Regions from separate parts of the Danio rerio genome. Here region 2 is linked to region 1. The links are chromatin contacts, called in public Hi-C maps. All regions are on one chromosome and are shown on one strand. Each heading gives the region's core, a stretch centred on a gene start, on an enhancer-like site or on the middle of the called end of the contact. The rest is flanking DNA. Distances are from core to core; before and after follow the strand shown.

Evidence for each region. Hi-C and Micro-C count contacts between places; a contact is called where the count stands out from the background.
Region 2: a Hi-C map of embryo shows a contact between it and region 1, with 18 times the contacts expected there. The contact joins two enhancer-like sites. A contact is called at or near these places in 3 of 18 Hi-C or Micro-C datasets (embryo and gastrula embryo).

The regions. Positions count from the first base shown.
Region 1 is chr25:24,130,412-24,133,576 of GRCz12tu, forward strand. All of the region lies in intron 1 of mob2a (MOB kinase activator 2a), which reads right to left. Among named protein-coding and RNA genes, the nearest start is that of mob2a, 23 kb to the right of the region's middle. Within about 2 kb of position 1,595, at least 22 of the 62 cell types and tissues checked have an H3K27ac peak or open chromatin away from gene starts, as enhancers often do.
Region 2 is chr25:24,197,209-24,200,384 of GRCz12tu, forward strand. All of the region lies in intron 3 of dusp8a (dual specificity phosphatase 8a), which reads right to left. Among named protein-coding and RNA genes, the nearest start is that of mob2a, 44 kb to the left of the region's middle. Within about 2 kb of position 1,918, at least 21 of the 62 cell types and tissues checked have an H3K27ac peak or open chromatin away from gene starts, as enhancers often do.

The sequences.
Region 1 (3,165 bases), core at 345-2,844:
ATCTATATCATATCTAGAAAGCTAGAACAATTTACGTTTTTCTGACTAATTTGCATGTATTGATATGATGCACATTTTATTGATTACAGTTATTTTATTTCACCAAAACTACACACATTTTATACTGTGAAAACAAATGTTAAGCTTTATTAGTAGTTATAACTATTCAGTTTCGCGAAAGAGTTGTATTATTACATCATCAACTTCAGCTCTTCAAAATAATGAATAAATGAAGTGCAGTGGCGGAATTTCTTTAAACATCATAGGACAACAGTGCCACTCCCACCTGCCGGTAGACACAGGTACTGCTGAACAGCTGACCCGACACAAACACTGTTAGGTGGAATGTGCGTGATGTACGCGGTAATTTGCAGTACTTAGAAAACAAATTAAATGTTATACACCATTATATACTTATATATTACATATACTTATATTTTTATTTAAGTGCAACATATTGCAAAAGATCAGGGGCTTTTGACAACACATCAGGGGCTTAAGCCCCCAAAGCCCCCCCCCCCCCCCCCCCCCCCCCCATCCCCACCCCCCCACCCCCTCGCAACGCCACTTGCATCATAATACAGTACATCACAATTTTGTTTTTGCTCAATTAAATCAAATAAATGCAGACTTAGTAAGCATAAAAACCTCCATCAATACAACTTTAGGTGAAAAAAAGTTTAAAGAAAGAGATTTTTTTTTTTTTTTAAGTAAAAAGTTAGTTTCATTAAAGTACATGTCAAGCACACACATATTGTCCAGCGCAGCCTTCACGCAGATTCATACCCCTCGCTGTGGCCATGGGCATCGCCAACGTGCACCTCTCAAAAAATGTAACTACACGTCTCAACGACACATATCGCAAACTTTGTGATTGGTAGCGCTAACGAGTGTGGGCTGTGCTAAGAGCCGCAAGCCGGATGAAAACGAGCGTTTACAAGTGGCGAGTCCCATGAAAGAGCTTCAGATGGAAACTTTTGTTTTGCGTTTACCTTATGATTAAAGTTGTTGCACGTCCGCTAATTCCTGCCTCTGAATGAGCGAGTTTTATCTAGCGTTCAGAAAAAATACTCCCAAAGAAACTCAACGCAGAGGATCCACACTTCAGAATTTCACCTGAAGTAGTAGGTCATCCAGGTATTTCTCGCATACTAATTTTTGAAATCTAAGAATTTGGACATACCACTCAGCTTGAATACTGTTTTTAGCGTACTATATAGTAAGGAAGTATGCGATTTCGGACGCAGCCTACGAATTCAGACATACTTCTCGGCTAGCATATCGGTACTATATATGCTATTTCAAAAACAGACATTGACTATTTTTAGACCAGTTTCTATACAATAAGCTTATACCATAAAATGTTATTAGCGTTTTAGCACACTAGTTAATAAATGATGTATAACTCATAATATTACTTATTCCAAATATTTCACTTTTATTATGTAGGCTATATAGCATTTCTCAAACAATAGGAAAGGGGCTAGTAGGATTGGGGTCATCTTACAATCTGCTGTTGTAAAGAGCATAGCGTGTCATTGCTCAGTCCGATAGCACGAGCCATGTGGTCAGGGTTACGTAAGTGTTTGATGAAATGTGTCAGACCTCCTGGTTGGACACACTGCCTGTAGGCACACATGAACAATTAAATCAATCACCACCAACCCTAGATGAACCACACTGCATCTCATAATAACCTTCCTCCACATTACAGCAGGAAAGATATATTATATACCATGACTATTTGTTGCTTCACTAATCTATTTAATGTTGCAAAATTTGTGGCAAAGTTAACACAATGATGAATTGATCCAAACCCTTTTTAACCCAAAAGAGTCAATGAAACCTCAGACAGTAACTCATGAACTTATGTAACTTTTAATACTTGGACAAATAGCTAAAGAATGCGATATTAGTTTTCACACAAGTTTAAGATGATAACATTTGTGGGAGGCTGGGTAGAGACTATAACAGCCGCTGTGTTCCTCTCACTCCTCTAGAACATTCCATTCATGTCCGCATACTTCCCAATATAGTCCAACATCCCTTTTAAAGACACAGAAACAAGACCTTCATTTGGGTTCAAAAGGGACTGTTAAAAATGTAAATTTACACAATCAAACAGGTGAAACAGATGGTGAAATTGTTATTAAATAAGCCTTTAGGATTAGTATATGGAAGTTCTTTTACAGCAGTGGTATAAAGATATGCTATTAGAGTGAATGCTTTCACAATCAGAGATGATTAAATGCTGCCATCTAGTGTATAAATTAGGAGTTTTAAGTTAATTTGCACAATAATACAGGCAATCATTTTATGGTGTTTTTGTGGCTTTTAGAGACACTTTCTCACACAATAGGCTGGAAATTCTGCTTTATGAGGAAATAGTTTTGACTCTATAGGGTTAGTTCACTCCAAAATTAAAATGCTATCACGATTTACCCAATTTATTTCAAACCCTGCAGAAAAAAAAAACAGCTCAAACCAGCCCAGGCTGGTTGGCTGGTTTCAGCCATTTCCAGCCTAGTCTTAGCTGGTCAGGCTGGTAGATAAAACCAGATAAGACCAACGTGACCAGCTTAGCCAAAATGGGAGCCTATTGGACTGAGTTCTGGTGACTGTGGAGGCCATTTGAGGTCAATGAACTCGTTGTCGTGTTCAAGAAACCAGTCTAAGATGATTTGTGCTTTATGACAGGGCGCGTTATCTTGCTGGAAGTGGCCAACAGAAGATGGGTACTCTGTGGTTGTAAAGGGATGGACGTGTTCATCATTAAATGCAAATGTTTTCTTGAAAAAAATAAGGAAAAGAATAAAAAAACTAACTACAATCTTATGAATATTAGTAAATTTTGTTAAAAACCAATGATGGAAATGACCATAATATAATTAATATAATTAACATTAATATATTAAAACATTACTGTAATAATTTAATACAACTAATGATGTTTTTGTTTTGTGAAGGATAATTTATTGGCGAGAGTTTTGTAAAGGCTAAATATGCAATGAAATAATGTTTTCGTGCTTATCATTAGAAAATATCATAGCTACATTTGAAAGTACTAAAAAACTAAAGATGGGGAACCAAAAATAATTCCTTGCAGTAAAAACATCATGGCTGCTAATTAAATCAATAGCCACCAACCACTGAAAATAAAAACAA
Region 2 (3,176 bases), core at 668-3,167, 67 kb after region 1:
ATCACAGTAGTGACCCGAAAGACAGTTCATAGTTACTTACATCACAGTACACAGTACCAAGTTCTCAACAGTGTTAATTAGACACTTCAACCCCGAACCTAACACTCCCCAGTCTCGAGAATTTTCAAGGACAAATATTGGCAGGTATGTGTGTGAGCCCAATGCAGAAGTGCATTAAAGCAGTGCAGTAAAACACCAGCATATTGCTCTATTCTTAACCATGACACCAATTCAGTAGTACTCCACACAGTCGCAAAAGTTAAACTATTTTGAACCTTGCCCGCTGCACGTGTGTAGGAACAGCTGACAGTGGCAATAGCAATGACAAACAGCAGTGGATCGCGAGCTCCCAAACGCATTTAAATCCGTAAACAAAGCAGAACGCATTGCGTTTTCAACGTTTAGACACGATATGAGAATATAAAGAGTTAACCTGATACAGAGCAATCATTTACAAGTAACAAAACACAATTAAATACATAATTTGCAAGCTAAAGAAAACAAGGAGGCAACCATTTTAATCACACTTACACTTGTAAAATGGAGGAAGAAACTGGTCTATGAACTGTGTACTGTAAAGTTCTTGTCAAGCTCTGACAAAGTCCCACACATCAATAGTCTTTTCTGATCCTTCCTTTAACAAACGGCAGACGAATCCCCCATTGACACAGCACAAGGCTGGGACGATAACACTGAGGCATTTTTGCAAAAATAAACCTCAACCACTGACTCTTCACTGTTTCATATTTGGGTAGAAAAAAATAACACTAACTTTCCCCTCACACTTCCAATAATATCCAGCTGAGCACAGCGTCTTCATGACTTGATTCAACCGGGATCTGCTACAGTGTTTGTGGGCGGGGCTGCAGGTTTCAATTTTCCCAGGTCTGCGCGTGCAACAAATGGGCGGGGATTGAGTCCCGATCAAGCCGAAGCGGCTTAAGACTCATTATCAAGACGATTCATTTAAAGCACTACGAGTTGACTCTTTTATAAATAAATCAATAGATTTAAAAACTGTCCACTTTCAGATTTAAGCCTTAGCTGGATATTTCTCTTTACTTAGAGCTGTGTTACACACTACTTGGAAGGTCATTTTTAAAAACCCATAATAGGGGCTGTTTAAGGAATGCAAAAATGGTAAAACACATCAGTTTATCTTTTGGAAAGTTGTAAAATTAGCCTATTTTCAAAAAATGTGGAGTATTTTTTAAAGTCTTAACTCCTTTATTTATTCAACACATAGATAGACGTTTCCCAGAGATGGGTTGCGGCTGGAAGGGCATTCGCTGTGTAAAAACTTGCTGAATGAATGAATGAATGAATGAACATAGATAAACGAGTTAGACTTTAGGTTTGTAAATAAAATAGGACGTCAGCCTACAAAAATGCTCAAAATGCTAGTCGCAGTGATAGCTCTGCAGGAAAGATTTGCAGTGTCTGTTCTTAAGAACACTGCTGGATTTTTGTGAAACACTTAAAGCTTTAACTCTTGAGAAGACCAAGTAAGGTCCAGGCTGGTTTGCGCTAACTAATTCTGGTTTAACTGCATCACTCACAACTTTGAAACTGCAGTCTTTTGAGCATGTTTCAAGAGCAACTTCTCTATGGGTGAGTTTGACTCTTGTAAACGTTTAGTTGGGAGCAGATGTATCATAAGAGTGCAGGATTATTTATCAGGTGACACAAAGGAACATCACATTACTGTATGTGTGGCTTATAGAGTGTTGATGCAATGTACAAAATCTATGCTTTAAGGCTTTAACAAAGGATATGTGCAAAAGCAATGGAGTATAGAGTAGGCGAGGGCTAGAGCTGATAGCGCTTGTTGTCGGAGCACCAGTGACATGCGATATGCGGATACATCAGTCTATGATGTAATGCTTACAGGGCCCCAGCTGTCATGCCTGAGGTGTGAGGTAGCCTCCAGTTGAGCGCAACGCCAGCTCCAATCACTCAACACTCACATGTGTGCATCAGTCTAAGTGTGTCTAAATCCCCCCTGTCTGTGATAAACCAGCGTGAAATTTTGCTGGAGTTTGACATACATATCACATAAATGGATCCCAATGGGGCATCTCTCATTTAAGCTCATGATATGGGGCAGAGGAACCAGAACTCTCAGCGCATGATTAAGCTTCTAGATGTCTTATGTATACAAGCCATAAGTGAAGTCATGATGAAGTCATGGAAAAAAGAAACACTACACGTGCACTCAGACGTTACTTGCTACGCATGCGTGGGTATATCATTTTACCATCACTGAAACAAAGCAAATACACTGAAATGAACGAATATACTGTACATGAAAATATCTGCAAATGCCATATAGGAGATCATGTTTTAATTTCACATATATACATTGAATTAGGGATGCAATGATTATAGGTTTTGGTTGTAAGGTAATAGTCTGAGGAATAATCATGGTTATTACAATTATTATGCATTCATTCATTTCAAAACACTACTATTTTAGAAAAAAAAATATCACATGAACTCCTTATATATTAAAGTGGTATTTATTTCTGCTCAGTAACCAACTAATAAAGCACAAAATAATAATAAAATAATAAAAACAAACAATAGTTAATTTCTCTCTTTGGACTTTAAAATAAGTGACTTTTAATATAGGTAATTTGACACTAAAATAAATGACAGAACAATAAAAATATTTATTAATAAATTAATTTATTTAAAATAAATCGTATTTGTTTGTTATCATCTGTGTTCATACATACATAATCATTTTAATTGTTTATATAAAAATTTGTCGTATACATCTTTGGTTTACAATGCACTGAAAGCCGCAGCAGCGTGAGAGGTTTTCAACTGAGTGTGCCTGGAAGACGTGAGTGTGTCGCTCCCTATATGTGAGCACAAGCCGCGCACATCCATTGGAAATAGCAAAATTGTGTGCGAAAAAGATGCAATATGTTAACTGCCCACTGCTGCTAGGTGTCTCAGCTATAGTTAATCCAGTATGCGTGTGTATTAGCCTCAGTGTATAAACTCAGAACTAGTGCACAGTTGGCATAACTTTGTTTAATTGCAGCATTTTCATTCCGTGCAAGGGAAATGCTGTGTTTAGAAGTCTTTACGATTAATTAAAGCACGGTTAATAGTGAAATCAGTTAATCGTTGCATCCCTAAACTAAATATCATATCATTTTTAAATA